Linked DNA regions of Columba livia: region 2 is linked to region 1. Evidence: chromatin contacts called from public Hi-C data. All regions are on one chromosome and are shown on one strand. The core of a region is the stretch at or near the end of the contact, and the rest is flanking DNA. Distances in the headings are between cores, read along the strand shown. Region 1 overlaps LTBP1 (latent transforming growth factor beta binding protein 1). Region 2 holds the start of RASGRP3 (RAS guanyl releasing protein 3).

Evidence for each region. Hi-C and Micro-C count contacts between places; a contact is called where the count stands out from the background.
Region 2: a Hi-C map of liver shows a contact between it and region 1, with 2.2 times the contacts expected there. The contact joins the promoter of RASGRP3 here to the enhancer-like site in region 1. A contact is called at or near these places in 2 of 2 Hi-C or Micro-C datasets (crop and liver).

The regions. Positions count from the first base shown.
Region 1 is chr3:86,707,619-86,714,779 of bColLiv1.pat.W.v2, reverse strand. The region is part of intron 3 of LTBP1 (latent transforming growth factor beta binding protein 1); the gene reads right to left. Among named protein-coding and RNA genes, the nearest start is that of LTBP1, 34 kb to the right of the region's middle. Within about 2 kb of position 4,064, at least 1 of the 3 cell types and tissues checked has an H3K27ac peak away from gene starts, as active enhancers do.
Region 2 is chr3:86,893,865-86,901,025 of bColLiv1.pat.W.v2, reverse strand. It overlaps RASGRP3 (RAS guanyl releasing protein 3), which reads right to left and starts at 3,712. Exons shown (of 17, transcript XM_005503786.3): 1 at 3,359-3,712.

The DNA.
Region 1 (7,161 bases), core at 2,815-5,314:
GTATGTAGTACTATAGTCTGTCTTCTTTTAACAGACTATCTTGTTTTTGAAACTCATTTCCTTAATACAGAATGTGCAGAATTGCATCTTCAAATATCTTTTCAATAAAACAAAAAACACAAAGTAAATGTACAGAATATCTGAAAGCAGCGTTTTCCTTTAAACTAATTTTAAACTGCTTATAAAATCCCTGACAAGCCTGAAACATCATTTATCATAGCATCCAAACTGACATGGAATTCCTTTTAATATCCTCCAGTAGTGCTCTGGCTTTTAATAAAGCCCGTCTGCAGTTGCATTTTAAGTTTTCTGTAGAAAGAGTACATTAAATTTTAAAAGTTATTACAATAAATAAAGCCTATCAGAAAATATCACATCTGAAGGAGATATTTTTGAAGCTATAGATTGCATTAGTAACAAAAAAGCTGTAAAGAAGGCTGGTTTATTGTAAATACTTCCTTTATCCTGGAAATTCCATGTCTCAACAGCAGCAACTATGGTTCTTTTTGTTTTCAAGCACAGAGAATTTCAATAATTCAACAACCAATAATTACAGTGCTTTGGTGAGCTGTTAGTCTGGAGGCATTTTAATTCCTGAATAACAGTAGGTTCTTTGCTTAGTGTAGGAAGTAGCTTAACAAAGTCGTTATGATTTAATTGCCTACATAACTTCTGAGCATACTAATAGACAGCTCATAAAACACTATCTATGCTGACCACTTCAAACTAGCCAAAAGTCTACCTTCTGGTCCTCCAACACCTCTCTCTAAGGCCTTATGAGATAATGCAGGGAAAATTTGCTCAAGAGGGAAATCAACAAGGATTTACTGCAGAGTCTAATAGCTACTGGCTGGTTACAAAGTCTCAATCAATAGTTGAACAACAACATCAGGAGAAGATTTGGCTTTCTCCAACTGCCTAGGGTTCTTCATCATTTACACTCATGTATTAAATTCAATCATAAAAAAACCACAACAAGCAAACAAAAAAAACCCCAACCAAACGAAAGTGTCTTTCACCAGATACTGATCAACAGTAACACCCAAGATATGAGTAATAAACCTCCTTGGTAGCAGTTAGATTAGCAACTGATTACATATTGTATAATATAATAGATTCCTGGAAGGAATTTATCAAAGTAGAAGGATACATGTCATATGTAACCTTTATGGGACCTAGGTAAAATGCAAGCTGCTTCTCAGCAGAAAGAAGTCTGCTTCTCAGTGAAGTGTTCAGACTCTAGCACTGAAGAAAATAACTTTACTGGAGATGAAGTATATGTCTCTCAGGGTTCCTAAATCATGAGTGGAACAGGCTCTTCATAGATCAGAAATCGCTGATGCATTTGTAACTAATCAGATAGGCCCAGTCCTGAAAATATATCTGCCTTTGTCTAAGACACATCATTCTCCAAATGAAGATTCTTGAAACATCTAGTTATCTCCTACACTAGCAAACTGGTATGATCAAGTGAACCCCCTGAAGAGGGGTTCTTTGTGTCTTTGTTATCTGTTTAATAAGGTTATTAAGAATGAATTCTCAATATAGACTGGAACTGTTAAGACAATACTACAAGTTATATAATACCCATAACATACAAATCAGCTAATAGTTGCAACTAATTTTATTTTAAAGGGTTAAAGATTAAATATTAAGCGAGATTTCTGATTCAATGACTAAAGGCAGACACATCTACAAACATAGTAAGCCTTTTCTCCAAGCTGAATATACCTAAAAGAGAGGAAAATATCTCTGATTCAGCAATCATGACAACATTAAACAAAAACACCTCAGTTTTTCTAAACACAGAACCCTGTTAAACCACATTTCTATGCCTAATATCAGTAAAAAACCACTTTGTTTTTCTTTCTTTGAACGTTAACAGTCCATTTTCCAAATAGGCATTAGTTTTCCAGATTAACCTACTGAGATCTATTCCCACAGGTCTAAAGTGTGGCAAATGAAAATTACATGAAAATTATTCCTGTTAGGTTACTGACCATAGGTGGTCCGAGGAAAATGGCTACGTGCAATGCTGTTTTTATAATTTGCTTAGAGAAACAAACTTTAACCTGGGTGAGTTACTTTTAACTGTTTGGGTTAAAAGTCTCAATCAAGTATAAAATTGTTGCATAGCTTTTCTGGTATCACAGACATTTGCTAAGAGAGCAACTTTTTTAAAAAGTACACGTACTGAATGCCTAGAAAGACTTTCTGCCACGTGACAACAGTATTACGTCAAGCCAAATTTTAACAATACAAATACTCCTTCCTAATACTAAAAAACACAGTCATGCTACCCATGAAAAGCTTTGCTCCTTCAGTCCCTAGCAAACCACCGGAAAGAAGTTCTTCTGATTGTTTCCCAACATCTCCTGAAATAATTCCTTGATAAATGGTAAAAGTTCCAATAGCAGCACAATTAAAAAAAGGAAAAAAAAAAAAAAAAGCCATACTGGAACAGAACATACCAGTTCACAACACAGTAGCAAATGACGTTGAAAACTCCTCATTAAAGCCTCTGCTACACATATCCTCATACCAACACTGAATGGCTAGGCACACGTGAGCTTTTTAAACTAAGGGAAAAACAAACAAACAAACACAAACAACAAAACAAACAAACACAGCAAAAAAAACCCAAAACACACTGTTTTGGAATGGTGGCTTACAGCCGTCTTTTCAACTAAGCTGACACCAGTGTATTTTTACAAGTAATTTACTTGCCTGAAAAGCAGTGCCTTGAAAGCAGAGACAATTATTTCTACATACATGGAGTATACCTAACTCAGCATGTCTCTATTTTGGTGTTATACAGAAGCATGAATATATTCCAGTACCACTCAAAGACAATAACTTAATTAAAAAGCTGTTTACCTTGCAGACTCTGTTCAATTTGCTGGGATTGTGGGAGGGAATACTATGTTGACATTCTCAAAAGGAGTGTGCCTCACAGGACAATATGAGTAACTGACTTAGATAAAGAGTTTTCAAGTCGATTAGGAAGAAATCAGTAACCTGAGGGATAACAGGGTACACTACAGTTCCTTGCAGCAGGTGTTTTGTTAAAAGCACTGTGCAAAGGCACCTCAGAATCCACCCCAAGTAGCTCACAATCAAATATTAATTTTCCCGACTCTCCCTGGAGGCACCTTGTGTTAGCAAACCTGTAACAAGGACATTGCGAGTTCATTACATGTTAGAAGCCTAGACCGAAGGGATACAGTCATCCGCTTAACACTGCAGATAGACTGCCACTTTTCCATCTCTCTAACACAAACTGGTGGGACTCAAGAACTGCTGAGAAAACCTCACCTCTGACCACTGGAGTTAAATTTTGAAGCCTGAAAAGCAGCACAACCTCAACATTTCAAAGCACATGGTGCTGATACGAGCTCACAGAATTTAGACATTCTTTTCTTAGAATGAATCAGCCATGGCTCTGGGCTCTAGCAAGGCATATGTAGCATATGACTTACAAACAAAAGCTCTGAAGCCCAAGGTAATGGTCTATGGTTGTATCTTAACAGTGTGGTCATGGCTCACTCAAGGATTTGTTCAGACCCCTCTATACACTCAATACCCTCAAGTACACACCTAGGTGTATCAGCCCTGAGCACACATACACACACATGCCTAAGAACACAGATTAAATCCCAAATTGCCCCAAGAATGGGAAAAATCAGATTTAATAATATTAATATGGAATATTCTGCATAGAACCAAAAATATTAACTTTACAAGACATCATTGCTGGAATTATAGTTCAGTTATTTCCAGCTGCCCTGTGTAGCCCAAGGGAAGAGACGGTGTCTCCTCCTGAACAAAGAAGGCAGTGTATCATACAAGTTCCTGGCTTTGAAGGGGAAGTGTATCACGAAGAGAGAATGAAAACAATTGAACTACAACTTTAAGAAGTTAAGAAGTCCTCACAGACTTTCTAGTTTTAGCTTGGATTAAGATTTTTTTTTTGTTTTGTTTGACTTTATGATGAGATGACTAGTTAGGTACATGAGTAAGATGAGTCTTTTTACCTTGGACTTTTGCAAGGTGTTTGACACAGCTGTCTCCTTACACAAAAATCAGTAAAACACAACTGGATTATAAAGTGGGTGCAAAAACTGCATGGCTGAATAGGTGGTACTCAGTGATACAAAATCCAACTCAGAAGGTTAAATGGGTAACTATTCGTTTTCCTTAAAGATCGATACTGGGACCAATATTGTTCAACAACTTTTTTAATGATCCAGAGAAGGGGAAAAATGCAGTCTCAGCAATTACACAGACAACTCCGATTTGGAGGAGTGATTGTTATGCTGTAGGCCTGAGGGATTTTGACAGGCTGGAGAAATGGGCTCATGATGTTCAAAGGCAAACACAAAGCCCTGTATCTGAGATAGAGCAACTCTGTGCAACAGTGCAGGCCTGGCACTGAAATGGCTAGAAAGCAGCCCTGCAAAAAGTGACCTGGGGGTCCTGGTGGACAAACTGAACACGAGTCAGCAGCATGTCCCCGCATGAAGAATGTCAATCATATATTGGGCTGCATTTGCAATGGCATAGCCAAGCAGGTCAAGGGAATGACTGTTACCTCTATCTGGCACTTGTGAGACTGCAGCTGGAGTATTGTGTCCAGTTACGGTGTCCCCAAACCAAGAAAGACACTGACACAGTAGACTGAGTCCAGTAGCGGGCCACCAAGGCTATGAGAGACTGGAGCGTAGAGTCTATCAAGAGAGATTAAAGGAGGTGAATATGTTCAGGTCTAAGAAAAGGCAGCTCAAGGGTATGATATTGCAATCTACAACTGCCTCTTGAGAACATATAGAGAACACTGAGCCACATACAAAGAGACAAAGGGTAACAATCAAAGTGCAACAACAGAAATTTCAACTACATATGTTTGTTTTGTTTTTCTTGAGAGTGGTCAAACATTGCAACAGGTGCCCAGAGATACTGTGAGATACCCAACCTTGCAGCCTTCAAAATGTTCAAAGCTCAACTGCACAAAGCCCCAAGCAACCTCTTATAGGGAATTGTGTTGGACCAGATTGCTTTTACTTCCAGCCCAAGGTTTTAGTTTTTCTGTGCTTCTAATACTAATACTACCCCAAAGTCCTTGCTTTTCTTAAAAAAGTGTGGGGGTTTTGTGTTTTGTCTTAAGTCAAAGTATTTTTGGACAGAAGTCCAATATTCTGTCAAGAGCTTCCATGAAGTATTTTTAAACAGACATCACAGCTAAGTCCAAGTCCAGGGCTCTTCTAACTAAAAAGCAGTGAAGTTTCACATGTTCTGTATACCTTATCTACAAAAGAACTGTCATAATTGTGATGAAAATGGATGTCCTCCAGAAATATTTACTCTCACACTAGCTATTAACCTTCAAGAAATATTTATCTTATTTTTTTAGACCGTCAACTGATCAGTCATCACATGAACCAATCTTAGAATGCCATGCTCTAGAAAATAAATTACATGCAGTCAAAGATAAAAAAAACCCTTAGTACACGAGATAGGAAATAGCTAAAAGAGCAGTCTCTTATATTTTGCAGTGAATCTTAGCCAAGAGTTTGTACAAAGTCAGTCTTCACAGATTATTTTACATATATATGTAAATAAATACTTTACAATTACAGATTACATAAAGAATATATTCCATTTTCAATTACAACTGTCCTACATTGCTGATTTCAGTAAGGTCAGAACACCATGCCCAGTTCTTCTCTCAGACATTTTTTTTCCAATCTAAATTCATATTAATTTCACATCAATTAGTAAAAGTTGGGGAAATACTGAAAAAATATACTACATGCTTGAACAGAAGTAAAAAATAGTTTTAAGACACAGCTTGACAGGTTCAATAAAATTAGCAGGTGATACACCTGCCTGTAATAGCATGAAACTAGACCCAGTGATCCAGCAGTATAGGTTTGGAGGAGACCTCTCAGGAGACATTTCTCTAAATCTGTCACCTAAAGTCTGTGCACCCACGTCTCCTTTAATGAGCTTTGCTTTGCAAAAGCAAACTTTGAAATTTCATCAACACCTGCCTCCAAAAAAGGCTGAAGGAGCAATGCTGTGACACCAAAACAGTGTCTTGTTGAACTCCAGCTGGTTGATGCTGTACTCCTTGTGACTGTACTAGAAAGTGCCCTTTAAGGAAAAAAAACTGTTCCTACAGCTGGTAAATGCATAAAGTCAAGCTGTTGGAGCTATGCTGCTGCCAGTACATGAGAGAATGAGATGTGAAAGGGACACCAGATGTTACTGGAGAGCTTTCACAGGAATCCAGGACCGCAAAGCACATGTTACTGAGATCAGAATTCACAACAGGTTCCAATAAGAAGCAATTTTTTGTTTCTGAGACACCACTTGTTTTCAGTCACAGATATCTACATCTTCTGCTAACAATCTTCCGAGACATGACCTTGTATCTGACAGTATCCATCTTCAGCCCAGGGCTATGACAGACTTTGCTAGTGCTAAATGCCTGTGTTCTAAATCCAAGATATTCCAGCAAATTCATCTCTCTCCAGTTTTCCTTCTGTTCAGCACCATATTCTTAAAAAAAAAAAAAAAAATAATAAAAATCTCTGGAATATATAAGTATCATTGACCACCATGATCCTAGGAAAACATGTAAAAACATACCTCAATAACTGAAATTGGAAAAGTTGCTTTCATACACAAAACAGAAAAAAATTGACAGAGGATAACAAAACAGAAGTGCTACAGAGACAAGCCGCCTCTAGGAGCTTATCTTGCTGTTCTAGGTTAGATTCTGCCCTAACTCTCACCAGTCCTTGACGTCTCTTCATAGCAGCAGTGTCTAGATCAGCGTATCAACTGCACTGACTGCAGATGATTCCACTCTTGCCATAGCCTTCCCTGTGTTTCTAGGAGTGAGACCAGAAAAATACCATTCAAAAAATATCCAGGCAGCTTCACACAATATACCAGATCACAGGACCTTCAAAGAGGAACTGAAGCAGGAACCAGCCCATTTGCTTTGCACCAATGGTAGGGCCTGACCCTGTAAATTGTCCTAATAGTCTACACAAGAACTACTGCTAGCATTCCTTTCAACAGCTGCATCTAAACCTCCACCTTCTTCTGCTGTACGTTATATATATAGACTGCTTTGGTTTGTGAAACGGCCCA
Region 2 (7,161 bases), core at 2,463-4,962, 190 kb before region 1:
CAGTCAGACTACATTATCCAGCAACCTATCCAAGCTCTGCTGCATTGCATGCAAACATCTTGGGGTCCGTACTTCCAAACCTGCTGTGAGATGAGTGTATTTGGATCCATCTGTGCCTTCTATGTACTCTGTGTACTCATGCATGTAGAACATAATGATCTTCCCCTTAAACTTTTATCTTGAACATAGTATATGCATATGTTCTGTTGTAAGCAGGCAAGCTTTTGGGTGTCAGATAAGAGGAATGGTAAAATTAGCATGCTGTGTTTGAAGTCAGATTAGGTGATCTAATGACTCTACCGGGCTTTAAATTTTATCAGCCTGTTAAAATAATTTTGCTTGAAATCAATGGGACTACTCATGTGCTTAAATTTAAGCACCTGTATAAACATTTGCACGAGTCAGGATGTTATTCAGCACATAGTTATAAGGTGGGTTTTTTAGACATTATCAAAGAATTTTTTTTTAGCACTGGCATTTCTATTTTGAGCAGCTGCTTTTCTTTGTAGAATTATTTTGATGCTGTCCAATATTGAACTTTGATTTCTTAATGTGTTTTAGCTACGTTTCTTTTTATGTTCCCTCTCCCCCAGTTCTGCTTTTTGAGTGAGACTGCTGTAGGCTGTACATGTGTTCTCAAAAAATCTTGCTTTGACTGCCCCAAACAGCCATACTGGTACTTCTAAGCTCTCTGCCCTTTTTTTTTTTTCCTGAGATGTCAGCAGGCTTGACTGTGACTTGGAGCACAAAGCTCCCTTGTAAGAGCATCTGGTGTAGTGGAATAGGGGCTTAGGGAGAAATTAAGGTACTTACACTGGAGCACTTGCATGAGGAATAATAAATCCTACTAAACTTGAGCTAGCTTTGCATGAAAGCATGGCATGGTTTGCCTGTCACCCAAAGTGACATTGTTTTTTTAAGTCATGCAATTTTTCTGTAAATCAGCAGCAGTGACAGTTAACTGAAGTATTTATTTGCCAACCCTAAACTTTTTTGTGTCTCCTGGCAAAATATTGGCAGGGTAGAAAGCAAGTTAACCTCCAATTCTTTCTGGTATATCAAAATCTCATATTTAATTTTTAGTTTGGAGCCTTAATAATTGCAACCTCATTAGTACTTGTGAACACTCAGAAGTGTTTATGTACAAATAATCTCCTGCAGAGAAGTTAGACCCTAGCAGGTAATAAGATTTTATAAGGTGCAGAGGTGTAAATTTCATTCTAAGGCCTTCTGGAATGATTGTCTCTTCAGGACAAAACTCTTAGTTTGCAGACTTCGAACTCATGAACTTGTGAACTCTTGCAGTTTGTGTGTTTTTTCCCCTAAAGTTGCTACATCTTTGATTATCTGACTATGTAAAGTAGTTTCCATTTTTTAAACTAGGGTTAGTAACTCTCGCAGTTACGGAGACAAGCTTGAAAATACTAGCCTCAAGTTCTTGAAGACAGAAAACCTAACAGTCATTTCTAAAATGGAGTTCTTTCTAAAACAATCTGACTTATTTGGAAACTGCATAGTGTGTTTTGAGCGCCACTGGCTGTATTGCTGACACATTTTCCCAAGTTCTGAGTTGCTTTGAGCCTGCCCTAGATGTTAAAATGGGAGAAGGGATTGAAGAAAGAACAGGGTAGCTCTGAGCCATTGTCATGTTAGCCATACAGCATAATCTAAGAAACAGAAACTGTTCTCAGTGGTATGAACAACTCTCTTCGCTTCAATGGGTTTGTGTCTGCGCCTCTCATCAGAATTTGTTCTGTTCATTCTTCATTAAGTATATGAATCTACTAAGGGTATTAAATAGGCAATTTCTAAGCACCATCTATAATATAATTTCCACAGATAAATGTGAAAGTGTATCAGTACATTTTATCACCTCCATCCTATGAGTTTTACAAAAACTTGTCTTTCATAATGGTGGTTACACAGTTAATCTTACATTTTTTATTTAGCCATCCCCCGCCCCCCCCTTTTTTTTTTTGTATCTGATTTTTGAAATCAGATAAAGAAAAGCCTGATCCTTTCTATGACCATTGACTAACATCTGCTCCATTGGAATTGCTGCTTGGCACCTTCCTGGATCAGATTTTCAACTGACTGCTGCAGTTCACAATTGTCCTGTCACAGCTTTTCCCTCACATAGATGACATTTTGCCTTGTATCTTCACAATAACAGACTTTAAACATAATAGCATCCTACAGGGATACAGTAGAATAACAGCACATCACACTTCCTTTTTACTCACCAGCAACTGTTTACAATAAACCACTAATCCTAAGCAACAACTGAATAACAAATGAATAATCTGAATGGCATATGCATCAATGTAATGTGCTCACACAAGAGTAATACAAAGCTTATTCTCACAGATCATTCAAAGAAGATGAAAATTACATGATGAAATCCTGAATCTAGTACTTTACCGCTTCTATCCTCCTGCCTTCAAATCACAACAGCATTTCCTTTGTTAGAAGAGCAAAGGACATATTGGAAACTGGAAAAAATCAAACACAATCTTAACTTTTCATTTCCCCCCCTTAAAATTCTGTCTTTTTGATGCTAATTCAATGAATTAATATGGTCTGCACACGGGTATGTCTTAAGATGGAGCTTTTTACACCTGTAGTCAAGATAGTATAACTGTATAGTATCAGAAAATAACAAAATTAAAAATTTCCACTTGAATTCTACTGTCAGTTTAAATTAGACCTCATAATGACAACTACGTGGTATTGCAATGCAAAACCACAATGAATAATACATATTGATATCTATATATAGTATATTTTTATGCATATGCACACACAAAAATTACCTGCCATAATAAGTTCTAAACCTATAGAAACTTTCAGGTACTTTAATTTTGACTAAGTTCCTACCTTCAAATGTACCTCATATGACTAAATTATCACAAAACTTCAGCTATAAATTATATACATTTTGATATGTTTATGTATTCTAAATTAATACATCTTGTGTAAATATATATTACACATACTTCTCCCTCTCTCTCTCTCTCTGTTTCTAAATCTATATATTTAATCTAATGCAGAGTTGACTTCATTGTTTTTCTTTAGGGCATGCAGTTACCATCAACATTTCTCTAGTACTTAATCACAGATTATAAAATGAACACAACACAGGTGAGGAAAACAGCAAAATTACTATATGGATATATGGCAAAGACTTCTTTGCTTAAGGAAAGTTCTGAAGAATCCTTAATTGAATTCAGATTTCTTTATCTAAAAATCAGATACAGTACCTTCTCCAAAGCTTGTTCTGTTTTCATTTACCAGTCTGGCCACATCTGAAAAGCCATGGAGAATGCAGCAAGCAGAAATGCCAGAAGGAGACACTTACCTGAATTAGATAGGTATCTAACTTTCAGTACACTCCCTTTTTTAAAGAGTTCTTCTCACGTTGAGATGTGGAGGTTATTTGCTGCTCGGCAGTGTCCTGTATGTGACTCTCACACTCAGCAGCCCTGGTGGGGCCCTGGAGAGAGAAGCAGGATTGTGCTCTGTTCACTCCCAGCAGCCTCACTGAGGCTGGGGCTCTTTTGAGCTCAATTAGTTCTAGATTGTTTGGCTAAATGGCAGCCACACTTCCTTCTATTCTTTCCCAACTTAGTTTTCCTGCCTCCAGTCGTGCTTTTTCCTTTCTTTAGACTATAAATAGGCCTGCCACAACACAGTCTATAGCAGTAAGGAAGGCAGGAAATGCATTTAAACAAAGGAAAGATCTTCGTTTTTTTTTTGCCCTCCCCCACCAATATAAGTAAAATAATTTGATAAAGGTTATTCTGCAGACACAGTTCTGTTGTGTGAGGAAAATACATCTTCAAAACCATGCTAGGATGTAATCTTTTGCACTCCACAAAAAGATGAGAAGACACAGTAGCACTTAGGCCTTTTGACCTTAGTCTCTCAAGTAATTATCACTTCCCTTAAGTACTTAATTTTGATTAAATCTTTGAAATTGCTTGAGACTGGAGAGTTGGAACACAGATTTTCTTTTGCTTAGAAAAGAGGACAAAGATGGCTAATGTGTTTTAGGATGGCAAAATATGTGTTATGAGAGGTGCAGATCTTGCATGCTTAAGAATGACATTTAAAGTGTATGAATCATTGTTTCATCAGAGTACTTTCTTCCTCAGTGTCACCCTGCTGCCTCAAGCCAGAGACTAAGAGGTTGGAAGCATTTAAGCAAAGTGCATTTACATACAGGGAAACAGAACGGTTGTGCATGTATTCATTGAGGACAGCTATGCAGCAATAGCTCTTGAATAGCAACTATGTTAAAGTCCTCACATAAATGTTTTGAATTAATTCGATATAAACAATTATTTTAATGGGCTTTGGATCAGTTTTTTGACCAGAAGCTTCCCAATTTTAATTTGATTTAGCTTAGTAGTTTTAAAAATACGTACCAAGCGTCTAAGGCCCTGTCGAGGACCATTTTCAGATTATACTTAATTAAGATGATAATGTAGTACTCTGCTTACCTGGCTCTTTATCTCTTCTCCCTATTCCCACTTTTTTTGTTGTCTGAGGTACATGCCTTTCCTTCAATTTATACAAGCTAGGTAAATTCTGTTAAAAAAGCTTTCTGTGGTCTTTACAGTGGTAGTTCCATGTTAGAAAAGCAGCATGCTTCTTGAAGATAGTTAAGACTGTAATGTATGGTTTGAGATTAATTATTATTTTAGTGGGAAGGCAGAGACTTAAAAGGTAGATGTTGCCATGTGGACAAGTAATTTTTCTTCTGTTTAAGATTTGTATGTGAAATATACACATTCAAGTCCTGCTGAAAGTGGTGAGAGTTAAGGACCTGTGGCATTTGAGGAATTTGGAAAATGTTAAACCTTTTCTTTCAGTCATATTATGTAGGCAATGACCATGACTGGTAGCTCCTATGGTGTTTTATGTAGGAAATCTGTGTTAGCTTCAGGCAGACTAGATGATGCCAGAGTGGTTTATATAAAAATCAAGACCATCTTCAGGAAAGTGCCTGCCTTGTTGAAAACTTTGCAAAGATTCCGTTTCCCATGGTAAGAATGTGGTTGTTTATGAAAGAAAGAATACATGTACAAGTGGTGGGCAAATAAACATTTTCATTGACTTCTTGAAAATTAATAATAAGACCAAGGCTTGCCTTTAAAGTACTTTTTAAAATAAATGAAAATGTAGCGCTCCAAGCGAAAGTCCTCTCAAAATCAATAATTTAATTTCTAGAAAGACCTGAAAGTTACCATATAAATATGATCAAAATATATGATGTTTTTTCTTGTGTTACTATTGATAATTAGCAGACAAGTTTAAAGTCTTAGGAAGATGCCAGTGTTTGTAGATCACATACTACAAACCTGACAAAGAGGAATAGAATTCTTTGTAGTGAAGAGTGGATTAAATTATGACTTCGGCTGAAGGATAGAACCAGTTTTAGCTGAAAAGGTTCTGTGATGGAGATGACTGAAGGCAAGCTGAAGTCTTTCTGGCTCTTTCAGACCTTAGACCAAGGCTGAACGACTGGCAATATGTAAAAATTGATTGAATTCATTATTATGGCACAGCTGTGGAATGGGCCTAACTCACCCTGTTTCTGCAAAGTTGATCTCCACAATATTACAGCACTGAAATGCAAAGCTGTTTAGCAGTATTTCATTTGTGCATACCTTTATTCAAATGTAGCTGAGTTTAAATCTTAAATCTGCTCAGTGAGTGGCTAGTGGTTACAGACTTGAATTTGCATCACACATTCTCTGTGCATTGTGGTGCAGGTAGCACCAAGCACTGCCAGAGCCCTCGGTATGCTTAGTCTTGAATAGCTGCTTGCCTTGTGTCAGCACAGTGCCAGTAGAGCCCAGCCGCAGGAGCCTGCTTGCACTGATTTTGCTGGCAGTCTTTCTTTCAAGCACACACATCTTTTCTCAAAGTCATTCAAAACATCTCCAAACACTGAAAATAGAATAAAAGGTTAAAGTGAGATTTCTCTCCTCTGTCATTCCAACTTTGCACATTGGAAGAAGTTCTCACTCCGTGTGCAAACATTTTCGCTCCCACTTCACTCTTGCAGTCTTGAGGAGACAGTCTGTCTTGAGAGAGATCTTCAGACCTTCCACTTCAGAGTTTCCTTTGGGAATTGGTCATGCAGCTGGTAGAGCCACAAGAAAGCTAAGAGCAGGGTGAGAAAGAATGCTGAAGGCAAGTGCTTGTAAGGTGTAGTTAACTTTTTCTGTGTCAAAGCAGAAGAGATGTATTTTCTCTGACAGCCCCATTTTTACTGGTCTTTCTTATGAATTATCTTCAAGGAAATATAATGACTACATGAGCAGATGCAGAGTGACACTGTGGTGCTCAGAATGCGTGGGGATGTTTTTGGTCCTCTGGAATTCAAAGCATCTTGTCTTCACAGTTAATTTACACTCTGTGCCCTGAAAATACATGCATGTGTGCATGTATTAAGGATGTAAGCAAACTCTTCACTGGGTTCCTGTGTGCAGAGTTAGTTTATCAATGTAATAATGAATTCTTCACCACAGAAAACTTAGACTGAGCTTATTCCATGGCAGCACGACAAAAACACTGTTTTCGGCTGGACACCTCAGAGGGGCTACACACAATAATTTTGATTTCTACCAGTGAGCCACAAAACATGCATCCAGATGCTTTGATATGGTTTCACCCTAGTGCTGATTACTTAGTTCTAATCTGCATCTGGCTTTTCACAATTAGAATGGTAAAAATGGTATCCAAACTCCCAGGAAACTTAAATATCAATTTTTTCAGAACAGTTTCCAAAATAAAAAGCTGAATTACCTGAGCCGCCTTCTGTGCTTTTATGCTGCCCCTCCCTGTGCTGCTGAGCAGCATTGTGTTACGCCACACTTTCCACTGACATCAGTGGGAATGGGTTTGACATAAAGTCGGCATGGGCGGGCAGCACACTCTGGTTTGTCATGCCTATAATTTATTAAATAACTTGAATATTTTTATAGTGTTATTCCTGTCCCTCTTCTCTCCCATCTTCTTCTTGCCTTCACATCTCACTGCCTCATGGGATATGTTACAAAAAATGCCAGAACTTTCCCTGATGAAGCTATGCTGAGGAAGAAACAATAATCAGGTTTTTATCTCTTATAGTTCTTGTTTAGTCTACCTGAC